Linked DNA regions of Mus musculus: all the other regions are linked to region 3. The links are chromatin contacts, called in public promoter capture Hi-C maps. All regions are on one chromosome and are shown on one strand. The core of a region is the stretch at or near the end of the contact, and the rest is flanking DNA. Distances in the headings are between cores, read along the strand shown. Region 1 holds the start of Fadd (Fas (TNFRSF6)-associated via death domain). Region 2 holds the start of Ppfia1 (protein tyrosine phosphatase, receptor type, f polypeptide (PTPRF), interacting protein (liprin), alpha 1). Region 3 holds the start of Ctsd (cathepsin D). Region 4 holds the start of Zfp511 (zinc finger protein 511). Region 5 holds the start of Echs1 (enoyl Coenzyme A hydratase, short chain, 1, mitochondrial). Region 6 holds the start of Ccnd1 (cyclin D1). Region 7 holds the start of Spef1l (sperm flagellar 1 like).

Region 1 (4,170 bases), core at 1,581-4,080, 2.2 Mb after region 3:
CATAGATCACAGAGATCCACCTGCTTCCACCTCCCTAAAAAGCTAGGATCAAAGGTATGTATTATCACACCCAGCCAAAGGTTAGAAAGCTGAGACAATGGTTTATTGGGCTCCAAGTGTGGCAGTCAGGGCCCCTGCTGGTGTGAAGGAAATCACATCACTCCATTCACAACTAGCACCCAGGGCTGTAAGCACACCTCAGTCAGCCTGATGGGAGGGATTTCTGAGGTTAGAAGGGTTCTTAATATAATAGAAATTCTTGGTGACACAAGTTATCTCCAGGTAAAGGCACTTGCTTTTGTGTGTTTGGGGAGAACATCTCATTTGTAGCTCAGGCTGCTGTAAAGTGCAGTTCTCAACTCTCAAGTGCTAGGATTTCAGAGTGAGCCACTATATGTAGGTAGGCCCAGGGCACTTGCTTACAGACCACCATGGAGGCAAGGTGCTACCCTTTAAACCACAGTCCTCACAGGGGTCTTGCACTTGTTTGAGGGTGGGGGGTCAGGAGCTGCTGTCTGATGGCCTCCAAGGATGTGAGACAGATGTCCTCTTGGCCAACTGTAAGGCAACCAAGTGATCTTAACTGAGATGGTGTCTTCCCCCAAGGAACAAGAAGAAGGCTCTCAAACTGCAGTCAGCACATGTGCCATCAGCTTCAACTTCCTTCTTGCAAGACCAGAGACCTCTTGGGGGGGTGGGGGGGAGGAGCAGTGGTGGAGAACACGACGGGGAACCTTCATGTGTTCCGAAAGCCCAGGGAGCAGAGGTTCCGTAGATACAGATATACTCCAGGAGCTGGTGGGAGGGGACCCGCCCTGGATCAGCAAGGTCTTTTTGGCACTGGGCACAAAAGGCACTTGGTGCTACATCATGGTGTGATCAAGTCCACAGTGACTCCTGAGAGGAGCTGTAGGCTTGTCAGGGTGTTTCTGAGGAAGACACAGTTGAATCCCTTAGTACTGGGGACATATTCTCACTCTTGCTCACAGATTCCTGGGCTTCTTCCACCAGGTCAGCCACCAGATTCAGCCTGCAGGTCCGCAGCGCCTTAACCAGTCCGGCCACCGAGGCGTTCTTCTTCTCAGCATTCTTCCAGACTTTCAGACTCTCCCTTACCCGCTCACTCAGACTTCGGGGGTACTTCTCCTCAATCCCATCCATCTTGGCCTCAGACACCTTCAGCTCGCGGGCCAGTCTTTTCCAGTCTCTCCCCACATTGTCACACACAATGTCAAATGCCACCTGCAGATCTAGGAGGGAAAAGAGCAGTGTGACTTGACTGAGGAGCTGGGGCAAGTCTCCCTACCGGCCACCAAGCATGGGCCTGAGCACTTCGAAGACAACATCACTTCAAAGCCACTCAGGTCCTGTGCTGACACTAAGTAGCACAGGAGCTACTTCAAGATACCCAAAGTGGCCTGATCTGCCCAGCCACATTCTCAGCCTGGGCCACAGCGAGCTATGGCTTAGAAGACTGTCAACTGAGGACTGGAGTGTCAGAGGGAAAAAGCAGGGCTGCCCTAACACCCCGCTCAATAGTGGGTTGGCCAAAGTCCCCAAAGCTACATCTTACACTGTGACCTTTGCTGGTTTGACCAGACACCACAAAAGATCTGTCTCTGTGCTACTCTGGAGCCCCTGCTTAGACACAGGCAAGGTGTAATCTCTGTAGGGAGCCCTGGGCAGTGGCTGAAGACCCTTTACTGGATTCCTGTAACAATAACAAACATTGGAATGCCTTGGAGATGTGAATACACAATCCATTTTCGTGTGGATCTTGCACACACCGGCAGTGGGAAGCTTTACTCCACAGGCCCTCCAGCTGCTTTGATGTTCTGTGTCACTGTAGACAAAGAGCAACGGTGACAACCAACCAGGAACTAAATAAACCTTTGCCCCTTTAAATGGCTTCTCGAGTATTTGTCACAAGTGATCAAGTGTCTAATATATGCTTAATCTGTATCTACATCCCAAGGCCAGCCTGGTGTTGCTCAGCTGTGGCTGCTATCCACTGTGCGTTATGGGGAGGCATAGCGCCTCCTCTCTACGCAAAACAGAAGTAACTGCCGATAACCAGACACTGCACTCTGGACCAGAGAGCACAGCCGCCGCGCAATCTTTCCTTGGCCAGGAAGGGCAGTCTTGGACACAGGCACTCCCACTACGGAAATGGTGCCGAGCAGCCGGCACACGTGACCTCTGCCCACTCTTCAACGCTACCCTCACTGGGGTTAAGATGCCTTAGTCACATTCACTTCTTAGCTGAGTTTTCCAACGAAGCACTGCAGGTCTGAGGCGAGTTAATACTGGGGTTGGGCAAGTGGCACGAACCCTTGGGTTCAACCTTGGCACTGCCAGTAAGAAACAAGACCTCCCAGCTTCCGGCTCAAGCGGTTGAAAAAAGTGGGCGTGCCCTAGAGTCCATCCCAGTCGGAGCCAGTGGAGGGTGCACTGAGGCCAGGCCTCCCCGCCCATTCCCCGCCCCCTGCCCACCTGCCTCCCCCGGGGGCGCAGCGGTCGCCGTCCCCGCCTCGAAGTCGTCCAGGCGCTGCAGTAGATCGTGTCGGCGCAGCGAGGCCAGCAACTCGCGCAGCAGCCCGGTGTGCCCGCGCTCCAGGTCGTTCTGCTCCAGCAGCACCGTGAACAGGTCCAGGCCACTCTGCACGCGCTCCAGCTTTCGTTTGCTCACGCGCTCGCGGCACAAGAACTTGAGCTCCATCAGATCGTTGCCCGACAGGCTGCCGGACAGCGAGTGCAGCAGCACCAGGAATGGGTCCATGGCAGTGGTACGCCGGGCTGCCCCTCAGCGATCCCACATAGGAAATCACCTTAGGCTTTCCCGCCCAGCGTCTCGCGGGATGTCCAAATCAGACGCATGCGCTTCGGATGTGGCTGTAACCGCTTCCGCCCGGGCTGGCATCCGCTGTTGTAGTAGCTTTGACAGCTGAGCTGCGTTGACTTCAGCTTACGCGCGCGTTTCTCACCCCGAGGCAGAACAGATCTTGTTCACCAGAAGTGTAACGTGGATCCTCTTGGGGCTCTGAGGAGCTGCGCAGCCCTACTGTGTGGGGGGGGGCTGGAAGAGCAGCTGCAGATGCCTACGGCTGCCAGATCATGTTCTATCACCGGAAAGAAGGAAAGAGAGAGAGAGAGAGAGAGAGAGAGAGAGAGAGAGAGAGAGAGAGAGAGAGAGATGGATGGAGTTACTTATGGGCTGGAGAGACAGTTCAGGGGTTAAGAGCACTGGCAATTCTTACAGAGGACCTTCACGAATTCAATTCCCAGCACTCACATGATGGCTTACAACCATCTGTAATTCCAGTTCCAGGGGCTTTGACATCCTCTTCTGGCAAGCACACTTGTGGTATGCTGACAAAATACTCGTACATATAAAAACCATTAAATATTCCTTGGTATATGTATGAGCATTTGTAGGTGGTTTAGTGCTCCTACAGGTCTTCAAGTGCCCACGGAGGACAGGAAAGGGCATGGATACCCCTAGGACTAGAGTTCCGTTTGGATGTGAACTCTTGTGTGGATCCAGGTTCTCCGTGAGAGCAACACAGTGCTCTTAACCGCCAATCCATTCCCCCAGGCCAATAATATGTATATTAAAATGAGTAGAAGAGAGGATTTGGAATATTGTCATCAGAAAAAGTTGATGTGTGCCGGAGGTTGTAGAGACACTAACTGCCCTGCTTTGAGCTTTCGTTAACAATACACTGATTCCACAGCCACACCCAAGTACTGCTCATGAGTTAAAAAGTGCCTGTTGCCCAAGCTTGAGGACCCATGCTCAGATCCTGGTGTCCACATAAAAAGACGAACAAGGAGGTGCCCATCTGAAACCCCAACTTTGGCAGAGACAGATGGATTCCTGGTGCTCAGTGGCCAGGCACTCTAGCTGAATGGCTGAGCTCCAGGTTAGTGGGGCGCAGTTATGCACAGCATACCCAGCAGGGTTGACTTATATTTTTTTAGATTGACTTATAATTCACCCATTTAAAGTTCAGTGCTTTGGTTGATTTTTGAGACAGGGTCTCACGCTGTAGCCCAGACAGACAGCTGAGGCTGTATAGAATGACAAATGGGGCTGGAAAGGTGGCTCGAGGTTAAGAGCGTTTGTTACTCTTCCAGAGGATCTGGGTCTGGTTGCAAACAACTATGCAG
Region 2 (4,032 bases), core at 868-3,367, 2.2 Mb after region 3:
TTCTCCTTCCTATACCACTTAACTCCAAAAGAGGAGGCTCTAGCATACCAATCTAAATGTGATACTAAGGACACAGTAGGTATTTCAAGCTCTGAAAGTCTCATCTGCCTGGGAAGAGGAGCCTCAGGATTCAATTTTCAATCCTTTCTCCCCTGAAACAAAGTTTAGTTACAGCTCACAGATGTTCTGGAGAAAGCCTGTATAAATTTTTCCCATGAAATGAGTTCTATTTATCCACAAGATTTCCCTAGGAAATTGGAAGTCCACAAGACATAAACCAGGGATAAGATAAAAAAACCCTGAGATCCACTCCTCACAGATCCACAGCAGACAAGGACAAGTTTAAGACAGAATGGGACACTCAACACAGCTCAACTGCTTCATAGCCCCCTGTCAAAAACATTTAAGTGCTTTCCTAAATCTAGGCAGTTTCCCAAAGAGGTATGACAGTGGAGTGGTGTGGTCACATGGCTTTGGTGGATCCCCATTTTTTCCCCTAAATTGAATTCCTGAGAATTTTACCAGTGCTCAGAAAACATCAGAACCATCACTTCCCAAGTGGTTACACAAAGCAGCCAGCAAGCTAATACACTAACAAGACAGTCCTGCAGACATTTAAAGGCAGAAACCTTCCTTGATTTCAGTTTGATGGGCATACCTGTGGAAGTGCAGTATTGAGCTGCCTCTGCAAAGAATCTCTTTCATGACCAACTTCATGCAACTTCCCCTGGGTTAATGCCAGTGTTTCTTGTGTCTCTCTTAGTGTGTCCAGAAGGCGGTCCCGTTCTTCCAACATGGAAACCATGAGCTGCTCAAAATGCGAATCAGCATCTGGCTGTGAAGGGGAGCCTGACCCATGGCTCCCACCTCCTCCTGGAGGGCCTTCTGCTTCACTAATGGTCGGCATCACCTCGCACATCATCTTGAAAAAGGAACGGTACAGACCACAATCAGTAGGTGCAGAACAAGAGTTTCCACAAACCTGCAGCTTTCTGAGCACCACCTGTGGCTAATGAGAAAAAGGCTGACAGCCCCAGAGCTATCCGTGACGATCATCCACTCTGGATGCACACACTCTGGGAAGTAGCATGCACAGGTCAATATAATGAGCAGATTGGGGGAGACAGTCCTGGGAGCAAGAGGAGCTGGGATGCTCACCTCCAACCAGTGGGGGTCTGTTTAAAATCCACATTTAACAGCTGAAGACAGTTTCCTCAGGAAGAGAGATTCCAAACAGTCCCTCAACCACAGAAGAAGACTGGAAACTGACAAAACACCAGCACTATGGACCCAAGCATCCTCCAGGAATGTGTGCAGTCAGCTCCTGGGAAGGACTAGCAGGCACCCTGACTTGTGGGGCTGGATATTTGGTGATCAGCGGAAAAAGCAACTGGATTGGCTTTTTAAAGTCTGGACAGAAGTGTTTAGCAAAGGCCTGCTGCTGTGTAACGGTTGGTCAGCCAACCCAACTTACATAAGTTCACAGTCAAAGACAGGGGAAAAGAACAGAAAGAGAAAATATACCCACACTGGGAATCTAGGAAGTCGGGACAACAGGGCTAGGTTAAAAAAAAAAAAAAAAGGAGGAGGAGGAGGAAAAGGTGAGATGGAACTAGAGATTGCATGCTGTCAGGGCACAGGGTGGAGGATGAAGCAGAAGGCGCTGCAGGTGCATCTGAGCAGCACCCGCTGCCCCGGCCTGGCTCAGCTGACCCCACAGCCTCACTGCCCCCAACCTCACTTACTCTGGCCAGTCTAAGCGAACTCGGACCTAACTGCTATCAACCCGTTTTGCCAGGCTAGCCGCAACTCTGCTGGCTCTGCTGACCCCCGCACACTGACCCTGCCGACCCGGCCCCACCGACCCTGGCCCGCCACCCAGCGCGGCCCGCTCCACCCGCCCTCACCTTGGCCGGCGGGCGCGGCTCCGGGGCTATGAAGCGGCCTTCGGGCGGCGGCCGGCTGCGGGCCGACCCACGCAGCCCCGCGGCTGCGTCCTCGCCCGGCCCCCGGGCCCGCCGCCCCGCTCGTCACGAAGGCCGGCCCGCCGCCGCGGGACACTAGCGAGCGCAGAGAACCGGGCCCGGCGCGTCGCCGGCGTCAACGTGCCCGACGTCCGGCGCGTCGGCGCGAGCGTCAGCACCGCCCCCCGCGGGAGAGGTTGGCCGCGGGGCCGTGCGCATGCGCTAGATCCGCGGTAGTGGGCGGGCGGTCTATCGGGAGATCCAATTGGCTAGTCCTCGCTTTAGCCCCGCCCCCGGCAGGCCAACCCCCTGCGGAGACAGGGCGACCGTGGAAACACCGGTAAAGATCTCTGGCAGGTGTGCGCAGCTCGCAGTCCTGCTTCCGTGCTCTCACGCCAGTGTGTGTGTGTTGACGTCACCCAAACGCCGACGTCACCTGAGCACTCGCCCCCCCCCTCAAAACCCAAGACCTCTGGGGAGTCCCGCCGGACCACCTGCAAAACCGGAAAGTGCTGACAGGTCGGGCAAGGTACCTTCTACCTCTATGCCTACCCTTCAGAAGTCTGAGGCAGGAGAATTACAGCAAGGTGGAGACTCTGCCTGTAAAATACAAACAAAGGCTACTGCCATCAACCCTGACGACTGAGTTCGAACCCTAGGACCCAGAAGACCTGCAGTAGATCCTCGGAACCTACATAGTCCTGAATGTTGTCCTCTGACCTGCACACATGTATCGTGTGGGTGCATACATGTGCTCACATTCACACGCGCACACACAACAACAACAAAATGTAAGGGCTCAGTCACTCTTGCAAGTATTAGAACCTAAGTTCCATTTCCCAGACTCCACGTAAAAATAAAAAGCTAGCTGGCCTTGGTGCTACACGCCTTTATTCCCAGCACCCAGGCAGATCTCTGGGTTCAAGCTAGCCTTGTCTACATAGTGAGTTTCAGGACAGCCAGGAGTACATACTGAGACCTTGTTTTAAAACTTTTTTTTTTAATTAACGCCAATAAAATAGTCCAGAAACCAAAGCAAAATGATCATCAACCATAACTGAAAAGCCAATAAAACTTTCCAAAGGCCAAGGCAAGAATACTGTCGACTAGTATAGGCTACATAGAGAGCCAGGACAGTCAGGGTTACATGGGCAGATTCCTGTTTCAAGAAGTCAGTAATTAATTACAAAGTCAAGTTACAAGTATAACCAAGCACAATAGTGCCCACCTGAAATCCTAGCACTCAGAAAGCAGAGGCAGGCAGGCAGATCTCTGAGTTTTGCCCGATCTATATAATGAGACCTTTTTCCACAAAACAAGTCAGAATGTAAATAGAAGCAGCAAAGTCTTTAAGGACTATCAGCCACTGCACACAAGTTCTCAGTTGCCTTGATCTCAGGTTTGGATTTGAGGAAATGCTCAAGCCAGACGTGGTGGCGCACGCCTTTAATCTCAGCACTGGGGAGGCAGAGGCAGGCGGATTTCTGTGTTCGAGGCCAGCCTGGTCTTCAAAGTGAGTTCCAGGACAGCCAAGGCTATATAGAGAAACCCTGTCTCAAAAAACAAAAACAAAAACAAAAACAAAATGCTCATGTCTCCCCAGAGGTTCCTGCCAATACAGCCATCTCCTAAGAAACTGATCCAGGACCAAACACAGCTCAACAGGGCATACTGTACTGGGTCCTCTTCCACAGTCAGCACATGTATGAAGCTGGCATGGCAGAAAGCTAAAGAAAACAATGCTTCTCCAGCAAGTTTCACCACAAGCTAAGAAGCTGAGCTGCCCTTAGCAAGCAGTGCATGCTTTGCAAGATGTGTGAATGGGGAGGTGTAACCACCCTTAGCAACAGTGCATGCTTTGCAAGATGTGTGAATGGGGAGGTGTATCCGCAGAGAGATGTCATCCTGCTGGTCCCTAATGCTCAGAGCTCTTCCCCAGCTTTCTGCCTGTGGAAATCCCAGCTCCCGCTGATTGGCACCTATTCTTGCAGACCATAAATCAGCAGAGATGGATGTGAAGAACAGAAGCTACAGGACCATTGTCCCTCTGGATCGCAGAGACATGGCT
Region 3 (3,641 bases), core at 653-3,152:
GGCTAGTGTGCCCACCCCTTTCCCTCACCAACCACACCCCAGTCAGGTGGTTCTCAGTCACCCTAGAGTGAAACAAACAGCACATACTGGGCCAGCTCTTGCTCTGTCTGCCTACCTGGGTTACTGGCTAGTGGGTTCTGTTTAGGGTGTGGCCAGGCACTTGTACCTGGTGCCCTGGTGAACCCAATCCTACATCAGGAGGAGGTGGAGGAGGAGGAGGAACAGGTGCATCCAAAGCAAGGTGCACCATGGGACTCTGGTTGATCCACTGAACCTGGCCCCTAGCCACATCGGTTCCCACGTGGACTCTACAAAAAGGAGCCCCACCAACCACCCCTACCAGGCCTGCAGTGACATTATCATCCTGGACAGTCCCTGGAGGTTCTTCCCCTAACCATCCAAGAGGCTTCAACACCAACTCCTCATGCTCTCCCTAGCCATCCCTGCACACAATCTGGCAACTCTCACCCAAGAAACCTACATGCCCTACCACCACAGACTCAAGGCCCTTATATGCTCCCTGCAGCCCTGATGCAGACAACTAAATAGGGGACGCCACCATTAGATAGCAGAGGGAGAGGGGTCCCTGCCCTGCCCTCCAGGTCACCTCTCCACCACCACCCCACCCCCCACCCCCAGTTTGCTCCTGTTCCCAAGGAGAGCTGATCTGTAATCACTTGTTGAAACTTCTCTGCCCAGGGATTTGTAGCCAAGGTCACAGCTGACCTTTCCTGGCATGCACAGTGCATGCTCTGAGAGACATAGGAGTCTTGCCTAAGAGTAGTGGGCTGGAAGAGGCAGGCTTCTGGCCTGGGGCTTAGGGGAGGCACACACCCTGCAAAGGTCAGGAAACATGCCAACAAGCCTAAGAGTGTGGCTTTGTTTCTGGTGCCTAGTCTCAGGGATCCTGGAGTCCACAACACCTCTTCCCAGAGAAGAGAAGCCTGAGGGCAGGGCAGGCAAGCCCAGGGCAGGATCAAGCCTAGGCCACTCCCTACAATGGCTCCACTGAGGCTACCCACCCACAGCTTGCAGCCTACAGACTGGGCTCCTTCCCACCCAACCCTGGTGCCCAGCCGGCAGAGCCAGCTCTACTCCCGCAGCCTACGGCCTCAGCCACCTGCCACGACCAGGGACTCACAGAGTGGGAAAACACACGGGCTACCACCAAGACCTCATCTAGCACAAAGGCCAAGTCCACGGGCCTGAGAAGGGCCTGGTCCCCAGTGGGGTAGACCTCAGCTCCAAGGTATTTGAACTGGGCCACTCCATACCTTCTCTCTCTGGGACTTGTGCAACTCAGGAGGGAGGAGGAGAGATTCACCACCCAGGACAGGGGGGATCATCTTTGAGTAAACTTCTAGGGCTATGCACCAGTGCACAGCTGTCAAACAGGGTCCCTTAAAAGGAAAGGCCTGAGGAAGTTCAGGGGGGCAAGGGCCTACTAGGTTTTCCAACTTCCACAGCTGGGTTCAACAGAATCCTATCCATGGGGCAGCACTTCTCCTCAGAAGCGGCCGCCCCGCTACACACACACACACACACACACACACACACACACACACACACACAGAGGCGAGGTTGGAGTCAGACCCACTTGTGGCCACCCTACTGTACCCTCCTGTTCGACCATAGGAGTCATAGGAGTGGAGAGGGGCCCAGGAGACCCCTGCCTTTTGAGTGTCTCGCCCCATAGTCTGTGGGACCCTGAGGAAGGCTGCGCTGGGTGCACAGGTGCATTCCAGCACGGCCGGAGCACGCGGCACTCCAGGTGACGAGCCCCGCATCTCCGGACCCAGAGCGGGTCCTCACCTGATAATCGCGAAGGAGGACGAAGCCAGGAGGCCGAGAATGAGCAGCAAGACGCCGGGAGTCTTCATGGTCGCGGCGGCCCGAAGAGAGCAAAGCTTAAAGCCAGAGGTCGCCGGCTTATAGGCAGGATGACGCCGCAGTCCCGCGGAGTCAGCTGACCCGCTTGTTTGGCCCTCAACGGGTCACGTGAGACGCGGGCGAGGGGCGGGGCGACCCGAACCCGCCTCCAACACTGCCCGGGCGCAGGCGTGCCCTACTCCAGGCCTACGCACGGCTCTCGGGAACGCGCCCGCCCACTTTCCTGGGACCGGAGAATGACTGGATACAGGTCACGTGGGGGAAGGAAGACCAGGCAGGCCCGGAAGCATCCAGAGGGGCGGATCCTGCCCTCAGCTCCGCCCCTCCCTTAATCTGTCTTTTTTGCATAATTGGGGTGCCCACTACCAGGATGTGGTCTTTGTCTGATTGGGCCCTGACCCTCTCCTGGATGCCAGCTTAAACCTAAGCCTTTTCTCTTTCAGCTCTGTTCCTCCTTGAGAATTTCCCTGGAGCCTCTCTGGACTCTTGGACCAGCAAACTTCACCCTCTTCAAAGCTCCACTACCTACTCATCTCCCCAGAGCAACACCCTTTTTATTTAAGCTGGAACACCTAACATGCACATTCCATAATGTAGCAATGTTGATTGCAGGCCTAGTCCTGGACTATGCATCTATTGATACAAGGGGTAGGGTGTACAGTGAGATGAGACCAGGGTTGCAATCGCCACTTGGGTCTTAACTACTTCACTCTTTAATGCCCTGCTTGGTGTCAGCAAATGAATTGGGTGCTGTTTGAGAGAGGCAGAGTCCAGCTCTCCATCATGGAGAGCTGAGCCCAGAAAGGCATTTAAGGGGAATGTCCTCTCTGAGAGGTGGTGTCCATACAAGGACAGGAACGCAGAGGAGCCTTGCCAGGGTCTGATCCCGGGAGCGCTTTTGGACATGTTCTACCTGTATTGAGGAGGTGGATGCCTCTAAGTCCACTCTACACATGGACACATGAGCTGTTCTGGTTCCCCAGGTTCAAAGCTACAATTCCCATCAAGTTACATCAAGTTGGGCACTTGACCTCTGCCAAGGCTCTCCACTCAGGGTCAGTGTTAATAGCTACACGTGGGTCACCACAGCCTGGATCCTGCCTCCACAGTCAGCACTCCACACATTGCTTAAAGCTTGGGTGTGAGGGCGAGAGCTGCCCTAAGATCTTGGAATCTGACCCTCTACTCCTTTGAATCTAAGACTATTCTTTGGTAGCCCAAGAGACAGGGTCTGGCCCTGGAGTTGCCATTTGCTTCCTAGAGTTGCTATCTAGAGATGATTGCTGGACCATGGGTGGGCAATGGGAAAGGTCCTCTGGGGCACCATGCTGGCTCTCCCAGCCCTGCCATAAATAGTGTTGCAGGGTGCTCAGGTGCCAATAGAGACATCCATTAGATGTGTGTCGGCATGACTGGAGGCAGGACATAGCGGTCAGCTGTGCTCATGTGTGGCTCATATAAGCCACAGGGTAAGAGACTGATGGGGACCTCCAGGGGCTCTCTGCAGTCCATTTTCTGCAAAGAATTCTAGCTGCCTCTGTCCCTGGGTTTCCCCATATAGTCTGTGTGAGTGAATACCTAGATGCACCCAGTCCTGTAGCTGCTACCCCACTGGACCTGGAAAGCTCAGGGATGAAAGCTCAGGTGTGTGCTTTCTGATCCCCTCACCTGACAGACCTCAGGGATGGGCCATAGTGTCTAGAATTCCTGAGTTCTCCCACCATACTAGATTATACTCTCCCTCTCTGCCT
Region 4 (4,042 bases), core at 156-2,655, 2.4 Mb before region 3:
TGTAATCAATACCTATGGGGCATCTCTTTGATTGATGACTAATGGGGGAAGGCCTGGATCACTGTGTGTGGGGGTGCCACCCCCTGAGCAAGAAAGCAGGCTGGCCTGGGTGTGTGTGAGTGTGTGTGTGTGTGAGACATTCACCTTTAATCCCCAGCACTTAGGAAGCACAGACAGTCACAGATCTCCTAGTTCAAGACCAGTCTGGTCTCAGAACAAGCCAGGACTACACAGTAAAAAACAAACAAAAGCCCCCAAACAAAACACCTAACCAAGCCGGGCAGTGGTGGCGCATGCCTTTAATCCCAGCACTTGGGAGGCAGAGGCAGGTGGATTTCTGAGTTTGAGGTCAGCCTGGTCTAACAAAGTGAGTTGTCCAGGACAGCCAGGATACACAAAGAAACCCTGTCTCGAAAACAAAAAACAAAAAACAAAACAAAACACCTAACCAAGACATGGCCTGTCAAAAACATTTTATCATTTGCAAAATGTCAAGAATCCAAATACTTTTACAGAGACAAAAGTGAGAGAGATGATATCACGCCTGGTCATAAGCAGCTGTCTAAAGACATAGAAACGCTCATTTCCAGGGCTTAATTACAGAAAGGCTTTCCTTCCTTCATCCCTCCCTCCTTCTCTTCTTCGCCCCCCCGCCCGTGCCTCTCCCTGCTCCCCAGGTCCCTCTCCTTAGGGGGAAGGTTTTACTATAAATAAGAGAGAAAACATCCAGAGACATTTGGAAGAATCCAGAACAGAGAGAAAGAGAAACAGACCGAGCAAGGCCTGGGCTGAGAGAGAGGGAGAATAATCCCAAAAGGCTTTCATTTGTATCTATTAAACAGTAGCGTCCCTTCTTTCTTGACACTTATATTCATACTGGGGGAGGGTGACCTACTTTGGTAGAGGAGCAAAGTTAAAGCCCCTCAAAGTGTCAGCCGCACGTTTCGATCGTCTTTTTGTTTAGGTTAGGGTTTCTTTCCACACCTGTCTCTACTGCAGCAGGCCCTGATCCCTTCACCCCTGAACCCCGAGCACCAGCAGCAGATGCAGAAAACCCGCAGGCCAGCACCGCAGTCACCGCGGGGCTGTCAAGAGAGGAGTCACACTAACCACGAACTTCCCAAGGCCACTGCCTCCAATTGGACTCCTGGAGAGGACTGAAAGAGCCAGAGAGGCAGTCGCACCGTGGAGCGAGACAAGCCCGGGCTGGCGGACGGAACCGCCGGCGGCAGAGGCCCAAGAGAATCAGGCTCTTCCCCGCTGCAGGCCAGCCTGGCTCCGGTACCCGATCCCGCGCCCGGCTCCAGCCCCGCCCTTCTCCGACCAGTTCCCGCCACAACACAGACCCAGCCCTGACTCACCTCCGCGCGTCGCGTCCCGCCCCGCAGGGTCGCCACAGGAAGTTAGTAGACGTCACGTCCGTCACCACCCCTCCGACGGTGGCCGAAGGGCCGCGGCGGCCGTGGTGATGTTGCTTCCCCCTGCACTATATTCCCGCCTGGCCGGGGAGCCGGGGGCAGCCGAACCGCTGCCCGTGGAGAGGAACCCTGCGGCTGGGGAGGCACCCTTCCGATTCGCGCCGCGTGCCGTGCGCTTCCCGCGGGATCACGAATTCTTCGAGGTGCGTGACAACCCGGGCGGAAGATGTCCTGAGCCCCACAGGGAGGGGCCTAGAAGCAAGACTGTCGCTGTGGGCGGGGCTTGTGGGGACCGGACCTGTGGACCGGATCAAGGGGCTGGACACAGCTCTATGGGTTGGGGCGTGGCTCCGAGCTGTAGGGCGTGGCTTCGATGCCGGAGTCCACCCACAGCTCTTGACGCGTGTCTTCTGTAGGATGGGGATGTGCAGCGGCACCTGTACTTGCAGGACATGCTCACGCAAGTGTCCGAGACGCCGGAAAAATCCATGTGAGCACCTTGGCTTCGAGGCCTTACTCGGCTTGCTAGCGCTATCCTGATTCCTCCTCTCTCGTCCGCTTACACCCTGGGACTCCGACCCCTCCCAGTTGACACCCGAGTAGCATCCACTTAGCACCACCCTGCCCTAACAGGAGCATGGCTTGGCTGGACTTCCCTCCCCTAGTCTGTTAGTAAGGTTTGGGGTGGCACAAGAAGCGCTCTTCTTGTTTCAGGCTCAGCTGGAATATGGGTAAGAAGTTCCGCCGGAATTCCTGCCTTGGGATAGTTGGGGGAAGGGGGAAACATTCTTCCAAGAGACACACCTCCTTTCCCAGGGTGCCTGAGTTCACCTGTCAGGTGGCTGGCTGTTGCCAAGTGTTTGCCGCCATAGAAGACTACCAGCACCACTACCACATGATGCATGGAAACACCTGCTCCTTCTGCAACCGTGCCTTCCCCTCTGGGCATTTGCTGGATGTCCACATCCTGGAATGGCACGACTCTCTGTTTCAGATCCTGGCCCAGAGGCAAGACATGGTGGGTGCTGACTGCACTGGGTGCATCTGCAGTGGTGACTGGGATTAGGGCTTAGGGCAGGGTGAGAGTAGAGGTGACACTTTATTCTTTGTAGTACCAGTGCTTGGTTGAAAGCTGCCCAGAGAAGTTCAAGACCAGCCAAGACCGGAAGGATCACATGGTGAGGCTACACCTGTACCCTGCGGATTTCCGATTTGATAAGCCCAAGACGAACAGAGGGTACGTGAGGGACCCAGTTGTGACTGTCCCCAGTCTTAAGCCTGGGAACAGACACTGTAATCAAATCTTAGTGAGGACACTAACAGAGCAGAGGGTGAGGTGCTAGCAAGTGCTTGTGCTGGTGTGGTGTCTTCCATGGCCCTCTGATGCTACCAGCAGGGCACTGGGGACTGTCCCAAGTGTGTGTGCTTTTCCCATGGAATCCCCTGTGTGCTCTTCACACTTCTCCCATGGAACCCCCTAGGGTTTCTCTCTCTCTCTCTCTCTCTCTCTCTCTCTCTCTCTGCTTACTTTTATAAACTTGCCAACAAAGCTGTCTGTTAGCATGACTGTTTAGACTGCCCTAAGGAGAATAATTCCTGGAATAACTTTTAGAATAATGCTTCTTTGCTTCCTTTAAAAAGTGACTCCTTTCCATGAACTCCCATGATCCTTTGGTAGTGCATTGATGAGGTGACAGCTCATTCTGTGAAGTGCATAAGTTTGCGGTTCAATCCCTAGCACCTACCTTAAAAATCCAAGTATGGCGTGCACCATACAATGCTAGCACCATGAAAGTGAAGACAGAGAGTTCTGGAGTTAGGCCAGCCAGCTTAGCCTCATCTGTGAGCTCTGAGTCCCAGTGAGAGACCTCGTCTCATCCAGGTAGATGGCTCCTAGGAAATGGCACCTGAGGTTGTCTTTGGTCCTCAACATATAAACGTACACCACACACATGAGTATATACACCTAAGCACACACACAAAGACAAACAAATAAAATGTGTCTGAATTGGAGTCTGTTTTCAATCATGCAGAGCCCCATTGCACGGTGGAGTGCTTCAGGAGATCTGAGTCTTCAATACTTGTCGATTTCTACAGAGCTGGATTAGCTCATTGGAAGTAGTGGCAAGAATCTATGTTATCTAGTTGATTTTAGTAAATCTCTCCCTCGTGGAAAGACATTTGGGGGCTGGGCTATAACTCAGTAGTAGAGTTTGGTTCCCAATATCCCCCTCAGATGGGTTATAACTGCTTGTCATTTCAATTGGATCCCTCCAAGGGATCCGCCTTTTTCTTCTAGGTATCCACATACGTGGCACCCAGAAGCGCACACACACATACACATAAATACCAAAATTTTAAAAACCTTAAAGAAAAATCCTAGTGGGGGCTGAGTGTAGTGGCGTGTGCCTTTAATCCCAGGACTTGGAAAGCAGAGGTAGGCAAATCTCAGTTTAGAGGCCAGCCTGGTCTGTGTACCACGTTCCTCTCCTTTTGGCTGGGGGAGGGGGAGTTTGGGGTAGGGGAGGTATCTCTCTGTGAATATGTGTAGCCCTGGCTCACCTGGAACTCACTCTGTAGACCTGGCCAGCCTGTAGAACTCCAGAGATCACCTGTCTCTTCCT
Region 5 (3,889 bases), core at 1,030-3,529, 2.3 Mb before region 3:
TTCTTTCAGGAAACATCCATTGTTGGACTACTCAGACCACAACCTGTAAGCCACTCTAATACCCCCCCTCCCAACGAATAGATAATATATATATATATATATATTCATTCTATCAGTTCTGTACTGAAACAGGTATTGACAGGGAATTGTGTACTATGCTTACTGCTCCAGCCTGTAGCTCTGGATATGATCTATCCAGACATGGTGGCGGCGGCACAGACCTTTAACCCTAGCACGCAGGAAACAGATGCAGGTGCATCTTCCTGAGTTCCAGGTTAACCTGGTCTAGTTCCAGGCCAGCCAGAGCTACATAGTGAGATAGTGTCTCAACAAACGATCAAAGGAACGAAAAGGAAAACTCTAGCACAGAACATTCACCCTCTCCCCATATGCCTGCACTTTCCAGAGCAGACAGCAGGCGGGAGCCAGCCAGAGCCCGGGCCTGCTGGAGCAGTATGCCTGGTGGGACAGAGACTGATCCAATGCACCATTTGTTCTAGGAGATCTGGAGGGCCAACCAGCTCAGACTTGGGGAGTGCAGCCCACAGACTTAAGGTGAGGGAGGTAAACCTGAGAGTGAAGGTCTGTGTTCTGGGTGATTTGTTCCGTTGTAACTTAAGTGTGAGGTACGTTACTGAACAGTAGGCTGTCTACCATTCCGGGAAGCAGGACATGACAGCCAATCCAGGTTGGGATTCAGGAGGAACCCTTGCCCCAGAACGTGGTTAAGAATTCACAGTGGACCCAGAAACTTAGGATACCCAAGATATAAGATACAATTTGCTAAACGCATGAAACTCAAGAAGAACGAAGACCAAAGTGTGGACACTTTGCCCCTTCTTAGAATTGGGAACAAAACACCCATGGAAGGAGTTACAGAGACAAAGTTTGGAGCTGAGACAAAAGGATGGACCATCTAGAGACTGCTATATCCGGGGATCCATCCCATAATCAGCTTCCAAACGCTGACCCCATTGCATACACTAGCATGATTTTGCTGAAAGGACCCAGATATGGCTGTCTCTTGTGAGACTATGCCGGGGCCTAGCGAACACAGAAGTGGATGCTCACAGTCAGCTATTGGATGGATCACAGGGCCCCCAATGGAGGAGCTAGAGAAAATACCCAAGGAGCTAAAGGTGCAACCCTATAGGTAGAACAACATTATGAGCTAACCAGTACCCCGGAGCTCTTGACTCTAGCCGCATATGTATCAAAAGATGGCCTAGTCGGCCATCAACAGAAAGAGGCCCATTGGACTTGCAAACTTTATATGCCCCAGTACAGGGGAACGCCAGGGCCAAAAAGTGGGAGTGGGTGGGTAGGGGAGTGGTGGGGAGGGTATGGGGAACTTTTGGGATAGCATTGGAAATGTAAATGAGGAAAATACTAAATAAAAAATATTAAAAAAAAATTCACAGTGGAGTACTAGAAGTCTGTAGAGGAGTTGAGCCAAGGAGTGGGAAGGGAGGAACTATTCAGCTGGCTAGGAAGGAAAGTGGGTGTGTCGGTATGGGCTACGCTGATTGGGTGGCTTGAAGGACACGATCAGGAGAGACTGTGGAAACAGCAGAGACTAGACAGGAGGCACTATGGACAAACCTTTCCCAATACCCAGGCTGTCTTACTTAACCTACTTTCACATTCTCTTAAAGCTACCTAAACACATGGGATTTCACAACCAACATGCATGTTCCCAGCTGACACTCATAAAAGTTCGAGCGTTGAGAAGCTATTACACCCAGAGCCCTCCCACTAGACATGGCTTCGAGGTGCTAGGATCTGGCTGGGCTTGTAAGGTGAGACTAAGGTCAGACTGAGGAGCGGGGAACGGGGTAAGGAATTGGGAAGGGGTCAGTCGAGCGCTGGAGTTGGAGGCTCAGAAGGAAGATCACCAAGCTAGAGTCAGTGGTCACTTGCAGGAAATCTGGGTTTAGTGTGGGGATGCGTACTCGAATCCAGGGTCCAGGTACTTCAGAGTCAAGTGTTGGGAGTGCATGCTTGTGGAAGTAGGGGGTCAGACAAAAGATCTAGAGTTAGGAGAGAAGGGCCAGGATCAAGTGAGGATGCGTGCAGGCCGGGGTTTAGGGACCACCCAGAGGTTATGGGTGGAGAAACCACCCAACGTGGGTGGGGTGACGCACCCCGCCGGTGTCCGCACTCACCCGAGGCGAAGCGCCGTAGTTCTGGGCAGCGGACTGAGGACAACAGTGAGCTACAGGCTCTGGGCAGCAGAGCACGCAGGGCCGCCATGGCGGAGAGACGATGTGTTCCGCCCACAGAATCGCCCCGCCTGCAGAATCGCTCCGCCCCAGATCCCAGGCGGGATGAAGACGGAAGCTTAAGGGGTGGACCCGTGACCTGAGCGGGCTGGTACAGAGGGCGGGGTGGGGCAGCGTGGGGTGCTGGGCTGCGGTTCTTGGAGTAGTCTGTTAATTGCATCACTTTGGTGGTGTGCCCTTGGCGGGTGCCCGGTTTACGAAGCCAGACTGGGAGACATGGCTGTGCCCTTTCCCCTGTGATGGCCGTATGCTTTCGTTCTTGACCAGGGGAAAAACTACGGGAAGACGCGATCACAGATACAGTAATAAAGCATAAAGCGGTAAAGTGCAAGACGGTTTTGTTTAGCTTTGTGTGAGGGTCTTACTTCATAGCCCTGGTTGGCTGGAACCCTCCTTATGGGCCAGGCTGTTTCTCAATCTCACAGAGATCCATTTGCCTCTGCCTTCCAAATGCTTGGATTAAAGGCATGAGCCATTATACCCTGCTCCAGAGGTATTCTTTACATGACAACTGACTAGCTTCATAACACCAGGTTAGAAATAGCTGTGATTTTACAAGATGAGAAGATTTCACATAAATTTAAAAGAAAGCCAATGTTTTGTTCACGTAAATTATCTTGAATTATAACTTAAAAATATTTAGCAAGTATTATCAGGCCTTCATTTGTATTCTTGCCCTGGTCCTGCAAACCCTAGGATAGAGATAAAGGACAGAATCTCCAGACAAAAGCAAGCTTGATACTGTTATGCCGGGAAGTTTGTGAACCCCAAAAGTCCACCAAGGAGCCTTTTCGATGTAATAGTATTAGGGTCTCTATTACAGGCTCAGGCTTGGGCCCTCTCCTCCAACTCAACCCTGACACAGCAGGACAGGAAGGGAAGGCAGAGAAGCCTTGAACTCTCATCTGGACAGGGCTTTACAAGAAATGGAAGGTAAGAGAGGGGGTGTCCATCTTGGAAAGTATCTAACTGAAGGTCTATTGTAAGCCGACTGTATTCAGTCACAAAGGGTCTGAAAGTGCATCTGAAACAATCAGGCTAGTCTTTGTTTTACTGTTGTTAGGAAGTAGCTACAGAGTAACGCTGGCCAAGGACAAGCCATGGGGTCTTTCCTGGTACGTGGGTACAACCTGGGTTCTTCTGTAGGTCAAGTTCTCAGGCTTTTTTTTTTTTTTTCTTTTAGATAGAGGCTGGTCCCAAGATGGAGTAGGTTTGGATTCTCAATACTTTAAAGAAAACAATCCAAACCAGAATAGAACAGTCAGCAAACTTTATTTCAAGACTAAGATAGAATATAAACAGAAACAGACCACCACCAAACCTTTGCTCCAGGTCTCTGTGTTAGCATAGGCTAAGCAACCATGACAGTAGTTCCAAAATGAAATGTCTCAAACACAATTTATTTAACAACCCAGGACTGGTGTTGAGGTTAGGTGCCTAATATTCTCTTGAGTTTAGGGACAAAGGAATAAACACCTAAAGAGTGAGAATATTGTATTTGTCAGGGTTCTCTAAAGGAATAGAACTGATATAATTCTCTCTCTCTCTCTCTCTCTCTCACACACACACACACACACACACACACACACACACGTTTTCTGGGATGC
Region 6 (3,701 bases), core at 1,043-3,542, 2.6 Mb after region 3:
AGGTAAACAACAAAATGTGCCTGTAGAAATACTAAGGGGACAGACTGCGGACAAAAAGAATCTCCCACCGCCAGCGCCGTGGCCTGCACGTCGCTAGGGGGCGCACACCGCCCACATTTCAGAGTGGTTTCACCACAGACATGGTGGGGAGTCCAGTACGGAAAGAGGGCGGGCACAGAGGTAGAATGGGTTGGCATTCTGCTCACTGCCATTTCGGTGTCGTGCGGTGCGGTGCGGGTGCCTTTCGTGGGGCAGGAGATCTGTCCATGGATGGCTGGATCTCCTGCCATTTGCAGCTCCCACCACCCAGCATAAAGAGGGATTGTCGGTGGTGGGTTACGTGGTTACCAGCAGCTCCTCGGGCCGGATAGAGTTGTCAGTGTAGATGCACAACTTCTCGGCAGTCAAGGGAATGGTCTCCTTCATCTTAGAGGCCACGAACATGCAGGTGGCCCCCAGCAGCTGCAGGCGGCTCTTCTTCAAGGGCTCCAGGGACAGGAAGCGGTCCAGGTAGTTCATGGCCAGCGGGAAGACCTCCTCTTCGCACTTCTGCTCCTCACAGACCTGCGGGGATCCGGACCCTGACCGTCAACGTGGGAGGGGGGCGTCGCTCGATACGACCCCATTCCCTTCTCCTAGATTGCACAGAGAGGGATTCCGGTGGCCAACTCCCTGGGATGCGCTCCTGCTCCGAGGGTTCCCAGTGCCCACCCACCCTGAAACTGAAAGGGAAAGTCTTTGGGCAGCTGGCGGGGCCGGTCGAAGCAATGGTGGCCACGGAGACCCCGGTCCCCTGTTGAAATTAGGAAGCCACAAGCCAGAGAACCCCACCGCGGGGCTGGCGGGGCGCCGGGGGCTGGGCGCCGCTCGAGCGCACGCGAGACACAATGGTGGCGTCCCAGGCCGCCGCGCTGCATTTCCCAGACGTCATCTTTTCAAAAAATATTTAAAAATATTTAAAAAATAACTAGGTGCCTAAAAACGACCTGAAAATAACCATCGGACGACCCTTGATCCAAGCCGAGGGTCAGGAGCTCAGTGGACATCGGGGGGTGAGCTCCAGCAACTCAAACTCCGGGGGCCCCCCTTTTGCAGGGTGCGGGCGCTGTTTGCCTCTACAAGGGCATTATGCCTCACTTTAAAAATTATTTTAAAATATTTTGGGACCCCTGAGTCTCCTGCTGAACATCTGAAAATGTGCTTTTGTCCCCCTCCGCCCCCAGTTTGACCTAGACAGGTTCCTCCAAATCCAGAACCGCACGCACAACAGTCAGTCTCATTGACTAGGGGGCCACGCGACCTTGCAGCCTGGCGTTTTCTCTGGGCCAGGCAGCGTGTGCGGGGTACCCAGGTCCGCTGTTTGAACAAAGAATCCCCCACCCCAAATATTCCTCACACTGTCTTATTTAGTGATTCCCGGCCGCCACGAGGCCCCTCGTGCCTGTCCCAGCGCCCCTACTGCCGCTCCCTGCCCTGCCCCCAATTATTAATAAACACTTTTTGCTTTGCAATAAAGGAGCAAAGATGGCGCATAATATTGGCACGAGCGGCCCTTGCATACGTGTCCATGGATATTAATTTAAAAATCAAATTTATGCCCCCTCCCCCCTTGAGCTGGCGAAACGCGCAGGGGCGGCCCCCGCCGAGGCGCTGCAGGAATGGGGCACAAGCGGGGGCCACAGAAGCTCAGCCTGCACCCTCTGTGGTGTCGCTGACACCGTCCTCCCTCGAAGGCACCCCTCCCCGACTGCCCTCCACCAGGAAAAGGAATTCCCATCTTCCCAACTCCCAAACCTTCCTCGTTCAAAAGGACCCAATCTATTTATTTTGTGAATACCGAGTCCTAGCAACGCACCCGGAAAACTCCGTGACGGAAGGGAAGAGAAGGGAGGAAGATGTTGGTGATAGCAACAAGTTGCCAGGGGGTCCCAAGCTAGCAGCCTGTAAAGTCTCTTACCTCCAGCATCCAGGTGGCCACGATTTTCCGCATGGATGGCACAATCTCCTTCTGCACGCACTTGAAGTAAGATACGGAGGGCGCACAGGTCTCCTCCGTCTTGAGCATGGCTCGCAGCACCCGGTCGTTGAGGAGATTGGTGTCAGGGTACGCGCGGCGGATGGTCTCCACTTCGCAGCACAGGAGCTGGTGTTCCATGGCGCGGCCGTCTGGGGAGGGCTGTGGTCTCGGTTGGGCTCCGGTGGCGGCTGCTGACGCGCGCTGCCTCGCGCTGTACTGCCGGTCTCCGGAGCGCGCGGAGTCTGTAGCTCTCTGCTACTGCGCCGACAGCCCTCTGGAGGCTGCAGGACTTTGCAACTTCAACAAAACTCCCCTGTAGTCCGTGTGACGTTACTGTTGTTAAGCAGAGATCAAAGCCGGGCAGAGAAAAGGGGGAGGGGGAGGGCCGAGGCGGGTGCAGGGGGAGGGGGCTCGGGAGCAGTGAGGGGGGGGGGCGGCGGGGGGGGGGCAAGCCCAAACCCTTCCCCCTCAGCCTTCGTAGATATGCAAATCGCTCGGACTGCTTCTCTCCAAACTGGGAAAGAGCGGGGCAAGGGGGAGGGGGGCTTCTTTCCCTAAGAGGGTCCTCCGAGACCTGTGGAGGTGGGGTAGTGGCGGCTCTGGACAGGAGGACAGCTAGGAGGGAGGCCAGGCCACACGCAAGCCAAGGAAGAATGTATGGAAGGGGAGCCTGGGGGTGCAAGGACACCCTGTTCTTAAACCGGGAGAATGGGTGCGTTTCCGAGTACGCCACGAGGCACCCACAGGCGGACCCATTGCTTAGAAATCCCAGCGTCCCTGTCTTCTTTCAATTTCATCAACACGTGTAAAATTCAGGAACTGTGTAACACCCGAAGATGCCAGACGAGCCCTAAGCTCTCGTGCAGGCTCCATCCTGGCGCACTGGGGTGGTTGCAAAGGGCCAGAGGGGTATCTGAACTTTAAAGGATCCCCAGCCTAGCATGCGCTCGCTCAAAAATAAAATAAAACCCCGAAAATTCCAGCAACAGCTCAAGATGGTGGCCATTATTTCATCTATTCCTCCTCGCTGGGGGGGTGGGGTGGGATCTGAGATTTGTCTTCATACAGTGACCGGTTTATCCTGGCCAGGGTCCCCCAGTATCCCCCTCCTCCACTGCAGGCGGTTTGCCCAAGAAAAATAAACCGTTGAAGAAAAGGTTGAGACACGATAGGCTCCTTCCTAATTTATTTTTTAATTAAGAAAAGTAAATCGCTGCAAGTTATTAGTCGCCCTTCCAGGAACCAGACCACCGGAAGCTTCTTGATTGGCTTCGTTGAGGGTGGTGGTGTTTCTCCACCTTTAGAATTGCAGTCTTGAGTTGGGGGAGGGGGGGGGCGGCTGGTGAGAATCAAGATAAACTTGTGAGCCGATAAGGTGATATTTAAAGAGAATCTATAGATGGTCGTGGTTAACTGAATGGACTCCTAAGTTTATAATTTATAGATTCAAATAAAATATTTTTAGAATAAAGCGGTTCCACCACCTTCGTCCATTATTTAGTTCCCTAGTTTTGGAAACGTTTTCACAATACCCGACTTCAAGCTAGGCGAACTATTCACACACATTTCCCACGGAATACTTTCGTGTCCCAGAAGAAACTGGTAAAGGAGCGCACAGCGTCCAGGCGGCACACAAGACGCAAACCCCTCACCTTCCGAGCTCATGCCTTCCGCTCCCCCTCCC
Region 7 (3,982 bases), core at 804-3,303, 2.4 Mb before region 3:
GTGTAGCTGGGCTGAATTTGTTTGGTCATTACAAACTCTGGGTGGGGTTAGTATGGAAACTGGAGAAGAGCGGGAAGCACTTGGGTTGGTTGTACTTGGAGCAACTCTTAAGTGTTTTCACTGCCCCAGGGTAGGTGGATTTGGCTGGAAAGGAAATTCGGGAGCCCCCCCCCCCTTCCAGAAGATCAGCAGGAAAGTCAGGAATGAGTCTAAGTGAGGCCTGTTGCCTCATGTATGGACTTCATTTCTTTTTGGACCACAGGGACATTCATTTCTCTGTTTTATTCTCACACAGACGGATTGTCTGACTGAGTGCAAAGGGCAGAAGGCACAGCAGACTTGCATGCTGAATTGATGTGCAGACACTTACAGCTGTACCAGCTGAGCCTACATGAACAGTCCTGGCCTCCATCTTCTCCCTCAGTGCACATAGAATAGACTCGATAACTCCAGGCCTGTTGGATACCACCCTTTGGATATCATTATCTGAGATACACAAGTGCAGCTTGCGAAAGACTTTCCTGCAAAGAAGGTAGGAGCACATTCTCAAAGCAGTACCATCAAGGACTGGGAGTTGAGCCCTCCCTGAAGTTCTATGCTCCCTGCAATGCCTTCCAGCCACTGGGCAGCATCTTGCTTTCTCAGAGAGCCCCTTTGTGCCCTGCACTTGAGTGGCGCATGGCTATCTCATTCTTGGCCTTTGGAGCTATGTCTCAGGAGATCGCAGAACATGGGGTGCTCTATCAGGCCATGTTCTCTGCATTCATTCTCATCTCTCTACTGGCTTGCCCTCGGTAAATCCTGTTGAGACAGCTCAACAGTACCTGGAAACCTGCAGCTGGGCCCTCTCAGCATGATCATCTCCCTTGAGGTCTCTTTTCATCTCTTCCCTCTCAAACATAAGCCCATGAGATTAGACCCAGGCCTGAGCCCAGCAATGTTTCTATTCCAATCTGAGCCAGTCTTTTGGGGGTGCCCACACAGGTTCTCCACCTTGCTCTGCTCAGACACTTCCCGAGGGCCCTCTGTGATTGGACTACATCAGACATATCTGCCCGACTCTGTCCTTGAGATCACTTATTATACACAGGCAGAGTCTTGTCTGAGGACATTTGGGGAGGTGAAGTAAAACTCTACTGATCCGTAAGGGAGCAGGCTAGCTGATAGGCTGCCCTAGCACCCCCAGGAGTGGTACTAGGGGTACTAGTGCCCTAGTACCCCTGGTTGTGGTACTCTTCTATAGGCAAGGACCCACAGTTAGGCAGTCAGAGACCCATGGCTGGAGAGAGCATCCCGGGGTCAACCTAGGTGGGCTGAGCTCCCAGGCCTTGCCTGTTGAGAAGGCTCCAGTTGCTCAGCTTCTGGTCTGTACTGCAGGCTGGGACGTAGCTGTGCAAGTCCACCAGCCGAGGGCGGAAGTGCTTCACAATCTCGGCCACCAGCACTGTGGGAATGCGAGGGGAACTTGGCTTGCCTGGTCAAGACCCTGGGTTGCAACTGTAATCCCTGACCACATGAGATGCATGGAATGGAGTGGGAAGGACACGAGCTTTTCCTGGGGAGCCCATAATTGTCCCCGAGTCTGGCACGGCACCTAGACTCCAGGTCAGACCAAGTGGTAGGATGGCCTGGGAAGCTAATACAGCGTGAGAGCCCAGGGGGAGCTGGAAGAGCCACAGGAGGCCCTGTTTGCTACTACCTTTCCTAAGGAGCACGAGTCTGGACTCAAGAACCGCTCCGTTCCCCCAACACCCACACCCGTACTAGGGGGCTGGAGGCAAGGGTGGCCCTCAGCTTTGAGTCCTCTTCATCATCCGCCCCATAGCGCCTCGCCCTCACTCGCACCACCATCACTGAAGTCCCGAGCCAAGTGGCGCTTGGGGCGGCTGAGTGGGAGCCGGTCCAGCCAGGCGCAGAGGTTATGAATATCCCCAGGCGTTGGCAGGAACGAAGCTGAGCTCGGCTTGGAAGCACTGAGCATGGCAGAGAAGTGGGTGTGCAGCAGAGAAACACAGCGGAAGAAACCTGGCGGGTTTGGACCGTTGCTGGGAGACGCGGCACAGCCGGAAGGGGCGGGGCCCTAACCGCGCTGGTCCCTCCCTCGATCCCAGGAAGGATTGGTCCTCCTGCACGCCCAGAGATCGGGCTGAATCAAGGTGGATGGTTAAAAAACGAAGGGAGATGGTAGGTGAAATTGTTTGATCTGGTGTAATAAAAACAAACTGCCATGTAGAATGTGATCTATAATCTATTGATAAAATAGAATCTTTATTAGTGAATAGTGTTTAGTCATAATTTCAACAACTAATCTGTTTCAATCCGGAGATGACGGCAACTTCTTGTCCCAACACCCCAAGAACGACGTCTTTTCCTTTCCTAAGTCTCATACACGAGTGGGATGTAGATACAGGAACTGTGCCTTGGAGAGAGGTCACTGTGTGAGGGCCAGTGCAGAAGTTGCTGGGAGGGGACTCCTGGCATTCTGTCCACCCAGAGACAGACAGACTTGATCACGCCCACTGCAGGGTACACCGCCCCTGCCTAGCAACTAGCATACGCAGATGTATGGTCTAAGCTGGCCAAGGCCAGTGAGAGGCCACTGGTTCATGAGGGCATCTGGACAGCAAGAGCCACAGAAAGATTATTCCTGAGGTAGGAACAGCGTGTGCAGGTCCAGCCTGGGTGGTGGTTGTGGTGTTGCTGAAGGAACACATTTATAGGAGCAGTGGTATCTCCAAACGTCCACAAACGATGGCCCTGGGGTGCCCTAGCTGGTCACCTCTTCTGGATGGGGACCTTCAGAGCAACCTTTGGCTCACCAGCTCCCTGCCAAGAAAAAAAGGAAATCGATATTAAAGAGGACCTGATAAGAGAGAGGTCCAGCTGAAAATACCCATTGCCAGTTCTTTAAATTTAGACTTCCACTTCCCCTAACAACAGAATGGGCCCGACCTCACAAGATGACTGTACTAGCATTTCATATATACTGTAGACTAGCCATATGAAAAGGAAAATTCCATAGCCCCCGAAAGCCGCAAGCACTGGAAAGTTCTGGCAAATTATAAAGCAGACATCAAGCCTGTTATTGAGGATTTTTTTTTCTTTCTTTTTTTTTTTTTTCAAATGTCACTAAAACTTACCAGCTAAGAAAATGAAAACAGCCACTCACCCTCCGAAACAGTGCCACAGTCAGCAGGAGGGTTCCTGCAAGATGGACTCCCCCTTCCCCTTCCCCTTCCCCTTCCCTCTGAGGCTCACCTGAGTTGCTCCAGGCACCGTCCCTCCAGTCCCGGGCTTGACTGGTGGTGTCGGGGGTGCAAAGGTTGGCTTGACCTGGGAGGAACCAGACACAGCTGACTGAGAGCATCTCCTAAGTAGGCCAAGTACGGCCCTTAGCTTCATCCTGAGGCTGTCCTGCTCAGCTCCAGCCTAGCCTGGAAGGCTTCTGTCTGCACGCAGCTCAGTAGGAAACATCTGCATGGCCTCACCGCTAGGAAGATAAAGCCCGAACCTGGCAGAGCTCCTCTTCTTGGCTAACTGTCCCAGCCAATCATCTTGCGGCCTCCCCAGTATCCCACACATTGCCCTGAAGCTTTCAGAACATGGGTCTTTAGAAGCTCAAAAGGAAAGAATTAACTAGGAAAACCCGTTTTGTTTCCACATTGTTAAAGAGGATGGTAACATGGCATGATGGGCTTTAGACACATTTTTCCCTCCCCCCCCCCCCCAGCTTCCTTTCATCCCTGCCCAGGATTCCCGTACCCTGCTCCGTTCTGCCTGCCGGGACTGTGACTAGGATGACATTTTCTTCCTTTTCTTTCTTTTCCTTTTGTTTTGTTTGAGACAAGGTTTTTCTGTATATCCCTGGCTATCTTGGACTCACTCTGTAGACCAGGCTGGCCTTGAATTCAGAGATTCAATGGTCTCTGCCTCCCAAGTGTTGGGATTAAAGGGATTTTTCAGCTCTTATATAAGTCTGAAA

Evidence for each region. Promoter capture Hi-C pulls out the DNA fragments that hold promoters and counts their contacts. Capture Hi-C pulls out chosen DNA fragments and counts their contacts.
Region 1: a contact with region 3 is called in a promoter capture Hi-C map of pre-B cells, with 2.3 times the contacts expected there. The contact joins the promoter of Fadd here to the promoter of Ctsd in region 3. A contact is called at or near these places in 3 of 39 promoter capture datasets (the C10 cell line, liver and pre-B cells).
Region 2: a promoter capture Hi-C map of liver shows a contact between it and region 3, with 3 times the contacts expected there. The contact joins the promoter of Ppfia1 here to the promoter of Ctsd in region 3. A contact is called at or near these places in 2 of 39 promoter capture datasets (hippocampal neurons and pre-B cells), 1 of 115 datasets of contacts at active chromatin or transcription factors (bone marrow-derived dendritic cells) and 1 of 9 other capture datasets (liver).
Region 4: a promoter capture Hi-C map of adipose tissue shows a contact between it and region 3, with 3 times the contacts expected there. The contact joins the promoter of Zfp511 here to the promoter of Ctsd in region 3. A contact is called at or near these places in 1 of 484 Hi-C or Micro-C datasets (B cells) and 1 of 9 other capture datasets (adipose tissue).
Region 5: a promoter capture Hi-C map of pre-B cells shows a contact between it and region 3, with 4 times the contacts expected there. The contact joins the promoter of Echs1 here to the promoter of Ctsd in region 3. A contact is called at or near these places in 2 of 39 promoter capture datasets (liver and pre-B cells).
Region 6: a promoter capture Hi-C map of embryonic stem cells shows a contact between it and region 3, with 5 times the contacts expected there. The contact joins the promoter of Ccnd1 here to the promoter of Ctsd in region 3.
Region 7: a contact with region 3 is called in a promoter capture Hi-C map of neutrophils, with 5 times the contacts expected there. The contact joins the promoter of Spef1l here to the promoter of Ctsd in region 3. A contact is called at or near these places in 1 of 39 promoter capture datasets (neutrophils), 1 of 484 Hi-C or Micro-C datasets (neutrophils), 1 of 115 datasets of contacts at active chromatin or transcription factors (bone marrow-derived dendritic cells) and 1 of 9 other capture datasets (adipose tissue).

The regions. Positions count from the first base shown.
Region 1 is chr7:144,579,611-144,583,780 of GRCm38.p6, forward strand. Fadd (Fas (TNFRSF6)-associated via death domain) reads right to left here and starts at 2,831. Exons shown (of 2, transcript NM_010175.6): 1 at 2,494-2,831; 2 at 1-1,250. The coding sequence starts at 2,779. The coding sequence ends at 919.
Region 2 is chr7:144,551,612-144,555,643 of GRCm38.p6, forward strand. Ppfia1 (protein tyrosine phosphatase, receptor type, f polypeptide (PTPRF), interacting protein (liprin), alpha 1) reads right to left here and starts at 2,118. Exons shown (of 32, transcript NM_001195086.1): 1 at 1,908-2,118; 2 at 659-922. The coding sequence starts at 922. It also overlaps the pseudogene Gm35626.
Region 3 is chr7:142,385,925-142,389,565 of GRCm38.p6, forward strand. It overlaps Ctsd (cathepsin D), which reads right to left and starts at 1,903. Exons shown (of 9, transcript NM_009983.3): 1 at 1,813-1,903. The coding sequence starts at 1,880.
Region 4 is chr7:140,034,986-140,039,027 of GRCm38.p6, forward strand. It overlaps Zfp511 (zinc finger protein 511), which reads left to right and starts at 1,406. Exons shown (of 6, transcript NM_027201.1): 1 at 1,406-1,621; 2 at 1,835-1,908; 3 at 2,235-2,436; 4 at 2,531-2,655. The coding sequence starts at 1,469. Tubgcp2 (tubulin, gamma complex associated protein 2) reads right to left here and starts at 1,689. Exons shown (of 18, transcript NM_001286007.1): 1 at 1,362-1,689.
Region 5 is chr7:140,114,142-140,118,030 of GRCm38.p6, forward strand. It overlaps Echs1 (enoyl Coenzyme A hydratase, short chain, 1, mitochondrial), which reads right to left and starts at 2,280. Exons shown (of 8, transcript NM_053119.3): 1 at 2,166-2,280. The coding sequence starts at 2,253. It also overlaps a transcript of Paox not described here.
Region 6 is chr7:144,937,539-144,941,239 of GRCm38.p6, forward strand. Ccnd1 (cyclin D1) reads right to left here and starts at 2,293. Exons shown (of 5, transcript NM_007631.3): 1 at 1,958-2,293; 2 at 349-564. The coding sequence starts at 2,155.
Region 7 is chr7:139,976,702-139,980,683 of GRCm38.p6, forward strand. Spef1l (sperm flagellar 1 like) reads right to left here and starts at 2,054. Exons shown (of 7, transcript NM_001033465.3): 1 at 1,846-2,054; 2 at 1,333-1,444; 3 at 371-521. The coding sequence starts at 1,981. Adam8 (a disintegrin and metallopeptidase domain 8) reads right to left here. Exons shown (of 24, transcript NM_001291066.2): 23 at 3,259-3,333; 24 at 2,231-2,826. The coding sequence ends at 2,776. It overlaps Gm16201 (a long non-coding RNA gene), which reads left to right. Exons shown (of 5, transcript XR_389973.3): 5 at 296-2,279.